Linked DNA regions of Pan troglodytes: region 1 is linked to region 2. The links are chromatin contacts, called in public Hi-C maps. All regions are on one chromosome and are shown on one strand. Each heading gives the region's core, a stretch centred on a gene start, on an enhancer-like site or on the middle of the called end of the contact. The rest is flanking DNA. Distances are from core to core; before and after follow the strand shown.

Evidence for each region. A called contact is a pair of places that touch in the nucleus more often than the background predicts.
Region 1: a Hi-C map of stem cell-derived neural progenitor cells shows a contact between it and region 2, with 4 times the contacts expected there. The contact joins two enhancer-like sites. A contact is called at or near these places in 1 of 7 Hi-C or Micro-C datasets (stem cell-derived neural progenitor cells), 1 of 1 datasets of contacts at active chromatin or transcription factors (stem cell-derived excitatory neurons) and 1 of 1 other capture datasets (stem cell-derived neural stem cells).

Annotation. Positions count from the first base shown.
Region 1 is chr4:28,246,638-28,253,801 of NHGRI_mPanTro3-v2.0_pri, reverse strand. All of the region lies in intron 2 of LOC107974628 (a long non-coding RNA gene), which reads right to left. Among named protein-coding and RNA genes, the nearest start is that of TMEM161B, 370 kb to the right of the region's middle. Within about 2 kb of position 1,286, at least 12 of the 24 cell types and tissues checked have an H3K27ac peak or open chromatin away from gene starts, as enhancers often do. A contact at or near this core is called in stem cell-derived neural progenitor cells, where this site is marked.
Region 2 is chr4:28,006,025-28,013,362 of NHGRI_mPanTro3-v2.0_pri, reverse strand. No RefSeq gene overlaps it. Among named protein-coding and RNA genes, the nearest start is that of TMEM161B, 130 kb to the right of the region's middle. Within about 2 kb of position 3,547, at least 16 of the 24 cell types and tissues checked have an H3K27ac peak or open chromatin away from gene starts, as enhancers often do. A contact at or near this core is called in stem cell-derived neural progenitor cells, where this site is marked.

The DNA.
Region 1 (7,164 bases), core at 37-2,536, 240 kb before region 2:
AAACAAGTCTTCCCTGTTTTGTGGGGGAGAGGGGGCAACTTGAACTGCTCTACTCTGAAAATCCATTTTGGATTTAGGATTAAGGAAATTTTTTGCTTTTTCTATCAAGAGCTACTGGGAAACAAAAAAGAAATCAAGGCTTCATTAAAAAAATGATGTATTTTTTATGAGAGAAATACAAAACTTTGACTATTGATAATAGATTATTAAAGAGAAAAAAATTGAACCTTTCTGCAGAGATTTACAACAGTTATTTAAATATAATATTTAGTTCACTGTCATAGTCAGTTAAGAAAAACAGATGAAGGGAGGAACAGAAGAGAGAAGCAACAAAATGAAAAGATAGAAGAAAAAAGGGAAAAAAGACAAGTAAATAGGAGAAATACAGCGACAGCTACAGAAAGGAAGAAAGACAAGTAAGCACAGAGCCATAAAGGAAGGAAAAAAGAGGAGAGTTGGGTTGAAGTCTGTGAGGGGAGTGTTAGTTCAAGCCAAAGAAAGCTACTTTGGTCGCTCCGTGGCGTGTGCTGGGACATGAACCCCTGATTGTTAGCTTTTGTGATCACTGCTTTCAAATGCTGACTCAGTGTCAGAACACTGATGAACTGTTGAGCAATATAAACGTGAGATCATACCTAGGTTTCCATAATTGTCTTTGATGGAACATTTAAACAATAAAATCAAAAGGCAAATCGATTAACACAAAAACTTTTTGTTCAAGAGTACGACTGAGAGAAAGAAGAGGAGAGTGGTTCCTGTAATTATGTCAAATTCAGCTTGAGTTTAATAATGAAGAACCAACCTAAACAATTTCCAAAGAAGTTTGTTCAGCTCACCAGTTATCTGCACAAGTAGCTCCTGGGCAAGTGTTGCCTAATTTCACTAATATAAGGATAAATTATTTTCCCATTAACTTGGAACAATAGTGAAGCACTGGTTTATTTTTATTTTTGATTATTTTTTACATAAGTATGTTTTTCTTCCTTCCAAAAGAAACCACCAGGGAAGCCTCATTTTCGTTACATTAATATGGTGTGCCATTCTTGGCGGGGAACTGTAGGTGTTGCTGAAGCTACATAGCAGAAAAAGCTAAGCCAGGCCTCTAATTCTTTGGCTTATTACAGTTCTATTTTAGCCCTGTCCTCTTTTTCCCACTCAAATTCTGTAGCCTAGCATGTGTTTGGATATGCTGCATCCTCCAGTTCTTCACACTAAATATACTCTCAGAAGCCACGAGCAAAACTTGCAGATGAGTCATTCTGTTTGGAAGACTCAGCTCCATGGTGGACAGCTCGTAAACTGTAATAGATTCAGCTGGATAGGGGGAGTAGGGACAACAGTAGTTGGTTCATTGTGTTCTGCAAAAGGAGCCAAGGGGGGTTGGGGGTGGGTGGTTTCAGAGTAAATTGAAGCAAATGCTCATATTACACTTTAAAGAAAAGTTGGTTAAAGAGACAATACTCTTAATGATAATACTCTAAAGCTTAGAATTTGTGTTCATCACTTGTTTTGGGGGTCAGGCACTTTTTTGTTGTTGTTGTTATCCTTTGACCAATTCTCAGAGCATAATTTGTTTCCAGTCTTTTTGTTCTAAGAGTGAAAAGGTCAACGCCCTTTGACATGGCATGAGCTGTTTCAGTGCACAAGGGGAAACGTCACCAGCAGTGCTGGACTTAAAACAACTTCAGGGCAACCAGAGTCAAACACAGGAAGTGTTGTTCAAGCCCCTAGAGAATACTGGCTTTGTTTATTAGCCAACTTACATCTGGTTGAATTGCTAAGTGCCACTATCTTGAATGAGCAGATATATCAGAGACTACAGACCCAGATGAGGTATTTGTAGGCATGATATAACAACATCACTCTCCTAAAGTGTCCCCTACAGGAACCTAAACACAGAGTGGCTATTTTCTTAAATGGGAAAAGTTCCATCTCAGGTCCCCATAGTCCAATACATGCTAAATGATTCTACAAATGAACAAATGCTGCTTTGATGAGACAGTAAATTTAGTGGGAAAAATAATCAACCAAAAATGCAGAAAAAAATTGATTTTTAAAATAAACAGTCTAATCAGAAAATGAATTACACATTCAATCTTGTGAAGTTTTTTAATGATTTCACATAGGAAACACTTACCTACTCAAAATAACATCAGAAACATGTTTATGTACGTGGCATGTGTAAATTTCTAAGTGTTCAATGAGTTATTAACTGTTGTTTTACTGGTATGAGAAAATGGTTTAACTCCATTTCACAAATTAATTGAGAAAGAAAGGTGAAGTGTTTTGTCTAAGGTCACTCAGCAAATCTAAACCAGAGACACATTTAGTTCTTTGAGTTACTGACTTCCTGTCTGTGTTTTAAATCTGTGAATCATTTTGCTTCTAAATATACTGAAGGAGATTCAAGGCCCTAGGGGAAAAAAATCACATTGTGTCACAGTACCTCATTTGAAAATAGGGAAAATCCGGACAAATTGTACACGTACCTTAGTCTCCAGGATCAAAGATAGTACTAAAGAGGAAAAATAAATGCAGCCTGAAGACGGAAAAATCCTAAATAGTTATTAAACACCTTGGCCATGCAAAGAGCTCTTTGCTTACAGACCAAGAGTTAAGATACTTGAGTTCTGGTCCCAGCTCTGCCATATACTTACCTAGATGGTTCTTAATCTCTAAGTCTGATTTTCCTTATCTGTAAGTGGATATAACAAGACCTGGGACGGGCATGGTGGCTCACGCCTGTAATTCCAGCAATTTGGGAGGCCGAGGCAGGTGGATCACCTGAGGTCAGGAGTTCAAGACCAGCCTGGCCAACATGATGAAACCCCATCTCTACAAAGATACAAAAATTAGCCAGGCATGATGGCGGGTGCCTGTAATCCCAGCTACTCAGGAGGCTGAGGCGGGAAAATCACTTGGACCCAGGAGGTAGAGGTTGTAGTGAGCTGAGATCACACCACTGCACTCCAGCCTAGGGGACAGAGTAAGATTCCGTCTCAAAAAAAAAAAAAGACCTGACCTTTCTCAGGAAAGTCATGAACATCAAATGGGTTTATGAACACAAAAGAGTATTTTAAAGAATATCATAAGTTATATAGTGCTGTACAAATTCCATTAGTGATTGTGGTAGTGGCCCTATTGTCATACCAGAAAGGAAATGGCAGGAAGCCAATGAATAAAATAAATGTCATAAATTAATGGCTGTTAATCATTTTATATCACCAGCCCCACTGAAAATGCAAAACTCTATTTTCAGAAAAGTTCACATTCAGAAGTACATCCAAAATTTTAATTGTAATCTCAAGAGACTCAAAGATCATCTGAATTCTATGTGTTCATAGAATTCACATTAAGAATACTTGTGGAGGAAGAAGAAAAATGGCAGATTACCTGGAAAGCAAGAGGCATGGGAATCAAATAGTTAAGAGTCATTTAGAGGTGTACATGTGTACAGACAGATTGCTGATTGATGAATGGTGTTAACATGTCTTTGTCCAGGAGAGAAGAAAATTCCCTAACCATTCATGAGAATTCTAGGAGCACTCTCACAGAGTTGTAGGGAGAAACCCAGAAGAGGGTGTTGTAGGGTGGGGGAAAAAAAAGAGGGAAAGGGATGAAGGAGAATGGCAGCCAGACATTCTGACTGGGGCAGGAGAGTAACTAACAGTACTAGCCCCTGCATTCTTCTGGTTCTCCTGCCTGTAGACTCTGCAGGAGGCCACACTGAGACTAATTCTAGCTAGAGATGGGGGGATAAAAGGGACCCTAGCTGTCAAGATCACTTTCCATCAAAGCCAACCTGTGGCTGAGCTGCTTCTAACATTCACTCTCAGGCTCTCTATGAATGAATTTCATTACCTGCTGTGCTGCCTATAGTTATGTTTCTATAACTGGATTTTGACAATCCAAATATAGACATGACTTCAGACTTACTCTAAGGGACTCCAGTGTATTCCACATGTCCATTTCCCTTGTGTTTGTCTCAAGTCCACTTTCTAGATTCATATATCCTATAATATATGATATATCTAGATGCCTTAGTCTTGACCGTGCAGTTGAATTCCCATATTCTCTTGACTTTGAATTCAGGACACATTCTAATCCTTCCTTCTTCTGGCTTAACATTATTTCTCCTGACTCCTGATCTGAACAGTGGTGATGTTTTGTGAAATTGCTAATTTGTGTAATACCAGCAAATGGTTTTGGATCTTTCTCCTCCCATGGATGCTTCTTGAACCGCTGAGTCACTCCAGCAGGAGAGACCTCCCGAAACTAAAGAGTGGCTCCTCTAATTTGCCATATGTTTTATAGTTCTGAATTTGCCTAAAGTTTCTGAAAACAAAATCGTTCATAAGAGATGAAAATATGGTTCTTATTTGTTGAGCTATCTTTTATAATGAAATTGCAGGTTGGTACCTTTGTTTATAATGGTGCACATGTGCATACACACACAAATGTCCTTCCTTTCTAATAAATACTTTGGCATGTACTGTTCATGCTAATGCTAACTTTCTGCACTCTCAGATGTATTTTTTTTTTTTTTTTGTAGCCCACACAAAATCTCTAACTGTGTGTTCTGTTACATAACGCAAGACTTGGTTATATTCTTTTCAGCACTTACCTCTGCAAGATACTCAACTGGAGAAAAAAAATGAAGCTTGAAAAAGGAGTAGAGAGGTGGAATTAATAAGTAAGGCCAGACACCTCTGACTCCACTGTACTTCTCTAAGTGTTAGAAATGGTAATTTATTTTAAGAATCATAAATTTACTCTATTATATGAAATTCTGAATAGAGGTCTTTTTTTTTTTGAGTCCAAACTTTAAGAACCCTAGCAAAACCTCTTGCTAATCTACGCGTTTTATGCGATGCTAAGAATAAAGATTTTGACAAGCACATTATTCCATTAATCTGAAGAAACAACAGATCATTTGGCATGTACTGTAAAACATTTTATGGAAAGCACATAAATATATAACCTTATGACCTCAATAAAGTTGATAATCTACAAAGTTATTTCATTTGATACTTAATCTATACTCTCAGAATCCAGTTCATTACTTTTTACTCTATCACATAAGGCTTTCAATATAAAGTTAAGATGTGCTAATAATAAATCTTTCTTCCTTTCTTTTTTTTTTAGACAGAGTTTTCTCTTGTCCCCCAGGCTGGAGTGCAATGGCACGGTCTCGGCTCACTGCAACCTCTGCCTCCTGGGTTCAAGTGTTCTCCTGCCTCAGCCTCCCGAGTAGCTGGGATTATAAGTGTGGCCACCACACCTGGTTAATTTTTGTATTTTCAGTAGAGACAGGGTTTCACTATGTTGGCCAGGCTGGTCTCGAACTCCTGTCCTCCGATGATCCGCCCACCTCGGCCTCCCAAAGTGCTGGGATTACAGGCGTGAGCCACCACGCCTGACCAATAAGCTTCTTTTCGATTAAACAAGTCTCATTTTATACAAATATTGCAGGGAATATTACCAATTTCAAAAGTACCTTCTAAAAACATTAGCAAATATTTTGCTAAACTTAAGCACTAAAAAAAATCTAAGTTACTTTAAACAGCATTATTTTATTAATAGATGGTTACAATATTTATATGAGATAGATAGGAGAAGGATAATAGTTTTTGAGGGCTCCTAAGTTTCATTGATTGCCTCTAGATGGCAAGTAGCACAATTATATCATGATATTGATATTAATTTGTACTTACATTGTCAGACTAAAAAACAAGACATTGTTTTGGAAACAACTTCATTGAAGCACTGGGAAAAGAATGTGTTGTGCTGAAAACCTCCAATCTGCAACCCATGGTGTACAGCAAATAATGGAGACATTTATATGACACCCATATAATTATGGTATAAAATCTGACCCCATCTTATTTACTCAATTATATATTCATCCATTCTGCCATTCATGCATTCACTTAATCTACAAATATGTAGTGCCCACTTTGTTCCAGGCACTGTGCAGGGCTCTGGAAATACGCAGATGAATCAAACATGATTCTTGCCCTCAAAGAACTTGAGGCGATTATGAGAGGAAGAAAAATAAATGTTATGATATGTTGACTAACAAATTTAATAATAAGTGCTTTGCTAAGTAGTGTATTTAATGATTCATTCTGTCCAGGAGAGGGACAAATGAGATAACAGTCTTGAAAAGGGAGATTATGAAGCACAAGTTTGAAGGAGAAGTATTAATTAATGTTTTCATTTTCAAGCCGTTTTTACTTGGGTATTGTTACTCACAGCCCAAGGTCTCCTGATATAAGTTTTCAGCAGTTGCATTATAAAATTGCTGTTTTTATAGCTCCAAACCTGTTCAATACTAGCAATTTCATGTGCTTCAACTTGAGAGCGAATGTAAAGAGACCAGGGTTTTAAGCAAAGGATTAGTGTGTCATGATTTTCATCCTAGAATGATCATAGTGACAGAAGAATGTAGGCAGGATTTATGGAGCGGGGATAGAAGGGTGTCTAACACAGTAAGTAAGGAGATCAGTTGGAAGCCTATTCCAATAGTTGAGTTGAAAGCTAATGGGGTACTAAATTAAGGCAAGAGCAGCAAGGATGACATGGTATAGGGCTACAAGTGGGAAAGATGTTAAAAAAGCAGAACTGACAGATTTGGTAACATTGAAATCAGAACATGAGAGAGAAAGGGAAACTCCACAAAGATTTTTTGGCTCAAGTAGGTAATTTTACTGTCCAGTAAAATTAATAGTTTGTTCTTAATTCTGTATTTTGACATGGGACACTTGTTGGTCCTGGCAAGCCCATCAATCCTGATTGGACCATCTTTTCATCTTTGCTAAAACACCTGTCTGCTCTTATTCTCTCACGAGGCTAGTGTTTTTTCTCAAAGACTTGTTTTTTGGGACTCAATGTCTATCTCACACGTTTTGTTGCTAAAGAACACACAACTTTGTCCTGTTGTTATTTGAGAACCAGGGGCAGACACAAGGGTTGGCCTTCCCCAGTGGAGATGTGAGGTCTTTGCATACAGAAGCCAGAGCCTGAATTCTACTTCTTGATTGTCCTTATAACATCTGACATTGACATATGCGTAAGGAAAGCAAAACTGACTTCAATTATGGCAGCATATCAGATGCTTCCTCGTGGTAAAGTGCAGAAAATTTTAAAGAAATGTTTAATTAT
Region 2 (7,338 bases), core at 2,298-4,797:
CCCAGCTATCAGCTTTTCAGGGTCCTGATGAGAAACAAACAAGAGGAAATCAAGCACTTGAGTGTTGACAGTACAGTCCAGAATCTGGAATTACTGTGACTCCTTACAAGTGTTCAGAACTCCTTAACTGGTTATGTGAATTTGTCATCCTCTATCAAATGTATGGGGATACTGCCTGCAAGTAAACCTCCACTCAGACCTCAGAAAGCAAAGGTCAATCTTTCAAGGAGAATTTAGGAAATATTTAGAAACAAAGAATAATTCCACACTAGGAAATTCATAGGTGCTCAAACAGTAAGAAATTTAAATCCTCCACTACATATATGTAAGTTCACACATGCTGGTCATCAACTGGCATCTTTAGTGAGTCTCTTCTATTGAACTCACTGCAAGTAAGTAAGCTGAAGGGCAATTTCTGAAATACTGTGAACATGTGTGTTTTTCTATATAGTTGGCTGGGTAGGTTTTTACCTAGCTCTACACAGTATTTAACACCAGATTATAGATTAGCCTCTCAGGGGAAATAACGGTACATACTTATTGTATGTAATATAAAAGCCATTCACAGAAGATCCCCATTATACATGACAGCAATGAACCCAGTCCCTGGAATTAAGAAACTGTACATCAGGGCTGGGCGCGGTGGCTCACACCTGTAATCCCAGCACTTTGGGAGGCTGAGGCGGGCAGATCACAAGGTCAGGAGATCGAGACCATCCTGGCTAACATGGTGAAACCCCGTCTCTACTAAAAATACAAAAAATTAGCCGGGCTTAGTGGCAGGCACCTGTAGTCCCAGCTACTCAGGAGGCTGAGGCAGGAGAATGGCGTGAACCCAGGAGGCAGAACTTGCAGTGAGCCAAGATCGTGCCAGTGCACTCCAGCCTGGGCGACAGAGCGAGACTCCATCTCAAAAAAAAAAAAAAAAAAAAAAAAAAAAAACTGTACATCAGAAACAACTCAAATGGCCTTCAACAACTTTTAAAAGGATAAACCATCTGTGGTACGTTCATGCAATGAAATACTACTCAGCAATCAAAAAGAGCAAACTGTTGATACACCCAACAACACAGATGAAGATCAAATCCATTATGCTAGTAAAAAGAAGCCACACAGAAGAAAGCTACATACTGTATGATTCTATTTATATGACATTCTGTAAAAGGCAAAACTACAGGAATGGAAAACAGATCAGTGGTTTCCAGGGTTACAGGATATTGGAAGGGATTGACTGCAAAGGGCAGCACAAAGAAGTTTTGGGGGATGATGAAATTCTGTTTCTTGCTTGTGGTCGTGATTACATTACACATTGGTAAAACTCAAATAATTTATATCCCTGAAAAAGTGAATTGTACTGTATTTAAACTAAATATCAAAAGTTCAAAAGCTTCACATAGTTTATATTTCTCATTCTCATGTATTCAAGAAGAAGAATTGTCTTTCAAATATTCCTACTAAACTCCTGCTTATCGCTTTCAAGAACTTAGCTTCAAAGTTAGCTCTTCTGTAAAGCCTTCCCATACCTCTCTATGTTCTGGCTTCTTTCTAAGATTTTTTTAAGGAAATAAACATTACTCATATAGCCAATATCCATGTGGATAAAGGCTCCTTCTCTTCCAGAGGTCTCCCCCATGCTGGAGTTCGCGCGCATTCTTCCCCAACATGCTTTTATACTTTTATTACATAGTTACGTACCAACAAATTGTTATGGGAAGGATAATTTTACGTTAATAGATATTAATATTGCATCAATATCACATTTTTTTTGAGACGGAGTCTTGCTCTGTTGCCCCGGCTAGAATGCAGCGATCTCGGCTAACTGCAACCTCCGCCTCCAGGGTTCAAGCAATTCTCCTGCCTCAGCCTCCCGAGTAACTGGGATTATAGGCGCCTGCCACCGCCCCTGGCTAACTTTTGTACTTTTAGTAGAGACGGGTTTCACCATCTTGGCCAGGCTGGTCTCGAATTCCTGACCTCATAATCCACCCTCCTCGGCCTCCCAAAGTGCTGGGATTACAGGCGTGAGTCACCGCGCCCGGCCAATATCACATGTATTCTTTTGCAATTTGCTTTTTTTCATCCAACATTGCTTTTAAGATAGTCAATTCATAAAGAGTATTTCACTGTAGGGATATGCCAATACATTAATTCACTGCACTTTTGACAGATATTTAAGCTGTTTCCATGCTCCATGTTACACTGTGCCATATTTATCTGTTATTATATCTCTTCTTCTTGCAAGACAATGAGCAATTCCAGAACAGAAAGCATCCAGAATTCCTATCCCTTTCCCTAATTTCCGGTACACCTGCAAATCACTGCCTGCGTAATGTGTTTCGCATGGAAAAAGATGCTGTGTACCTGGCACACAATAAGCACCACTCCATAAAAATGTGTTGAAAGAATAAAAGCTGACAAAATGTTATTTTAAATCTTGCGGTCTCTACTCACTTCTCTGCGGTGTAAGATTTAAGGGGGAACTGACTCAATTCTCACTAAAAAGTCCCTTAGTATTCCAGTGTGGACGTAGAGAGATCTATGAAACAAGGTCACTTCACAATTCTCTTGCTTTCGCGTTAGAGGATCTCAAAGCACTACACAAACCGCGATTTTCTCCAGTGATTTTTCCTCTCAATGTGCCTCAAGGTCAGTTCAGAGCAGTATTCAAAGCTTGAATACTCTTCACCAGCAGCTGTAAAGGGCCGGAAAACCAGAGTCTGGATGTAAATAACAGTAACAAACTATTCCCGGATCTTGTTTTTTTTTTCTTTTCATGGGTCCCCATTTGCGCTCTTAGTCGGCTTACCCGTCCTGTTCCAGGAGCCGACAGGGAACAGCCCACCTGGAGCAGGTCTTGGGCCACCACTCGCCCCGCCCCCCGTCTCCAGTCCTCACTCGCTCTCCCCGCTCCTATTAAGCAGCTAACGCTGGGTGATCTCCTCTCCAGTTCTTCGTGGTTTCATTGTAGCCTTGATATACAAGACAAATGCACACTTTACTCTGGGCTTAAAAAACCATCTATCATCATCCTTTGGGCATGACAAATACATTGTGTGTTTCAGAGAAATTAATCTGGTATTTAGGGGGAGAAAGGCATTTCCAACCAGTCTCCGTGCAGAACCTTCCCGCAAACCCTGTAGCGGCATTTTTCGACACTTTTCTCCTCCTTTCGGCAAGTCTCAAACTTGACCTTCGAGAGGATTTTAAGGGTAGAGCCTTCCTCCCTTTCCCTCGTCTGCTCCAAGAGCGCACGTAGGCCTTCTTCTGGGAAACAGCTGCTCAGGACCAGAGCTCGGAGAACTGCACTTCCAGGAGCGCGGGCGCGGCCGGGGAAAAGGGAGGAGGCGGCAGGAGGGGGCAGGAGGTGGAGGGAGGAGGAGGATCGGTCTGAATATGCATGAGGCACCCAGCACTGCCCTCTTCCCCGGCAGCTGCTCGGGCGGGGGCGAAGGAGGGAAGGGGAGGGGAGGGAAGGAAATGAGGCTGGGGCGGGGTGGCCAGAGCAGCCGCAGAGGCTGACGCGGGTTTGGAGAACGGAAGAGATGATTTGCATGGCGCCTGGTGATTGGCTGATGGCCGGGGGCTGGGTCTGAGAGGCGGCCCCTGAATGGTTTAACGGAGGAAATTACAAGATTCATTCGGCTAAAGAAAGCCGGGGCGGGCCTGGTCGGCGCAATATGCAGCCTGTCCGCAAGGGGGCGCGATGGCCTATCTTTGTTCTGGTTAAAGGCTCCTTTTCCCTCCTCCCCCGCCCCCGCCCCCGCCCCCACCCCCCACACACAGACACACACGCAGAAAGTGCAGAGAAACCCTGTGATCCAGTCAACTGGCTCTGCCCCGTCTATTAAGAAAGATGAACACTCCTTTCTCTTCCATCTCCTTCATGGGAGACCACTTTTCATTTCAGATTATCACATCAATAAATATTCTTCGAGGAATAAAAAAGGCACTTTGCCAAAAGATAAGAGAATATATAAGAAATATCTGGATTGTGGAGAAAGACAATACATGAAGGCAGGAGAATAGGCACATATATGTAAATATGCACATAATCACCTCCGAGAACGCAAAGCACGGGAGGTAGAGACAAACAGAACACCTGGAGAGAACACATATCGCTCACAAGGTTCTCACAGGCTGTGCACGCTCTTCCACACACCGAGGCACACACCCACTGACCGGCACGCAGTCTCCCCCTCCACACACACACACACACACACACACAGAGAGAGAGAGAGAGAGAGAGACGGACCTCAGAAAAGGCATCCAAATGAATTCACACTCAGTGGAAAGACTGCCGAGAAAATACTAGAGAAGAATTAAAATGGTTCATCCCCTCCCCCTCCAAAAAAAAAATACTCAAGCGAAATGACTCTATTTGCATAATACTAATATACGCAGGACGCAGACACGGGCAAGAAAAAAAAAGGCTCCATTTGATGCACACCAGAGAATGGGTGTATACACACACACACACAAACACGCACACACACGCACGCGCGCCTGCGGGCGGGACACACCCACAGCCTATGTCCTCCGCCCACGGGCACGGGCAGAGCACCGATGCATCAATAGCGCTCAGTACAGTTGTCCAGAAAACACCAATGCGAGAAAAACGAAAGAAACCCACCCTATTCAGCCAAGGAAGCACCACTGGGGAACCTAGGTTTTCTAAACACACACGCATACACAACAGGCACACACACACACCCTTGTTAAACAAGAGAGTTGAGTTCAAAGATATAATAGATGCACAATGGATAACTGAGTGCTGGAGAATGTCATCCGCTTAAACAATACTTTGAAATTGTTTCAGCCTGAAGACAGCTTTCTGGGTTGCTCCCTGAAAAATCATACCTAAGAAAAATAAAATCTTCTCATTGATCCTGCTTTCCTTTTACTTTCTTTTTTCTTCTTTTCTTTTTATTTTTCAATGACCGAATAGAGGGAGAATTCCCTTTCCTCCAAAGGAGGGTAGCCCTGTTTTTGTTTTTCGAGTCCATGAGCTTACTGTTCATTTCCTAGTGAAGAAGGTGCCAGGGAGCGGTCCTCGGCAGCCTCCCAGCCAGACAGCGCCACAAAAAGGCATTATTACACATCCCAAATAACAAGGGTTGTCTATATATTTACAAATCTGTTCAAACATTTAACCTTTTAACTTGCTAAATATCCCCCTCTTCTCTTTCTTGCGCTCTCGGCTCTCCCCCCTTTCTGCTTTCTCCTCCTTTTCCTTTCTCTTTCTAAAAGAGCTAGGGATGGGAAGCGCCTTTTCTTGAGTCTAAAATGAGTACAGGGACTCTGGGCTGTACCTGACCCTTTTTGAATGCCAATTTCGTTTTCAGGCAATTGCCTCTTTGCCAGCCAAAAGATCGGGATTGGATCACCAGGGCTACCTTTTTAAAGTAGAAGCTTCTATGTTGCCTTTCAGTTTTTAAACAGCCGCGGAAAAGCATCCACTAAATCGGAGGGATTTTCCAGACCTTTTAAAAGTTTCCAGTACCCCCAATCCGTGATGTTTCCTTCCGCGTTGCACCTCCTGCCCGTCAAGTGACTAGTAGAGGGTATCTTCTAAAGACAGCCAGAAAGTTTCGACAGTGTTTGGCGACCCAGCCAAGGCCGGGGTGACGCACACTCCTACTGCAGGGGCCAATTTGGAATTCCATCTTTTAGCATTTCTTACTGCCCAATCTTTTCTTATGAGACTAATAACCTCATTCTCAGGGCCAATGTAAAATGTGAAACTATAGAGCATATGGGCCTTTAATGCAGCAGAAGAGTTAGATTCCTCAAAAATTGGGGCATTCTTACTTTGCTGCACGAAGAGAAAAGGAAACTTGTGCCTGGGCATGGTGGAAAGGCGCAGGCGGCGGGCTACCGACCCGGGCGGTGCCAACGCCCTACTCTGCAGCCAGGTGCCCTGGGTGGGCTTCCATTCAAAGAACCCACAAATACCCTTATCCCAGGATCTTCACTCTTCGCCCAGGACTCTACTGTGAAGAAATTTAAAGTGGCCTGGAGGGGCTTCCCCCTGCCATTCTGAGTTTCCTTTTCTAAAATAAAAGAATTGCAAGAAAAATCCATTGCCTTTGAAGTTGAAACAGAAAGGGTGACTTCTTGTTGGCACATTTTCTCTGGCCTAGAACAATGACTTTATTTATGTATTTGTTTGTTTGTTTCTGGGTAGTGGAAAAAATGAAACTGCAGTTTAGCGAGACATCATGCGTGTCTCGGATTTGTTCAGGTGTCCATAATATTTCAGCCTCTACCAGCTTTAGATGAGTGTTAGTCTCTGAGGTGCCCCACCCCGGATCGGCCCGAAAGCACCCGAGAAAACCCAGCCCTCACCTTGGAAGCTTGCCTTCAGCAAACTCCAGTTGGGGTTACACCTCTCGGTGGTACAATAGCCTGGAGCCCATGGGTATCCGCCAGTCGCTGACTCTGAAATGCGCCGGTCTGCGAGGTAATAATGACCTTTGCTCGCGGCTGTCAGGGCTGGCACGCCGCACCAAGGGCACTCAGGGCCGGCCAAGCCTTGAACAAGGGGAAGGGGGATATGGATAACGTATACGTTTTAAAGAGGTTTACTGAAAACTTTTACAGATCCCACATAAGAGATGGAAGGAAGGCTAAGTGAGTTTAAAAAAAAAAAAGAAGTGTGTTTATTCTTTGTACCATGACAGATCCGGGAGGAAAAACGGTGGCACTAGATTATTATGCGGTGCTTTCTGTAAAATGCCATCAATTTGCATGCTCGTGTGATGGTCAGGACATTTCCCCCTATTGCACAAACCCCTTATGGAAACTGCAGGCAGTTTAAGAGTTTTCCTGTTCTTCCTGATCAGAAAAGATATTCATCCAGAGACATTATCTAAATCTGCAAAAGAATGAAGGCTGCTTGTCATTCGTCCTTCGTCTCCAGTAATGTGTGCCACCCAATTAGAAGCAATTTGAGCAATCAAGGCCGTTATGGGAGAAGCGGGTGTTAAAAATAGGTTTTCTATAGCCTGAGAACTCTAATTCGGAAGAAAATCTAAAATTACATATGTATCATTTCTTTATATAAAATAAATATATAATCTGAGTGTCTCCTGTTAGCTCTTATTTTTTCCTCCATGGTCCCTCCCCTATTGCCTGCCTTCCTTTTGGGAATTCATAACAAAAGTCAAGAGTAAAGCTCAGATGAAAAGGGAGTAGGGACCCTAAAAAAGTCTTTCTGAGACCTAACGAGAGGCTCTGGAAGGGGCTTGGCCCAATCTTTCCGGGGCTCCCGGCTGCCGTAGCGTCCCTGATAGTGGTTGTTGTCTGACTTTCATCCGCGGTGGGCGGAAAAGTCCCAAA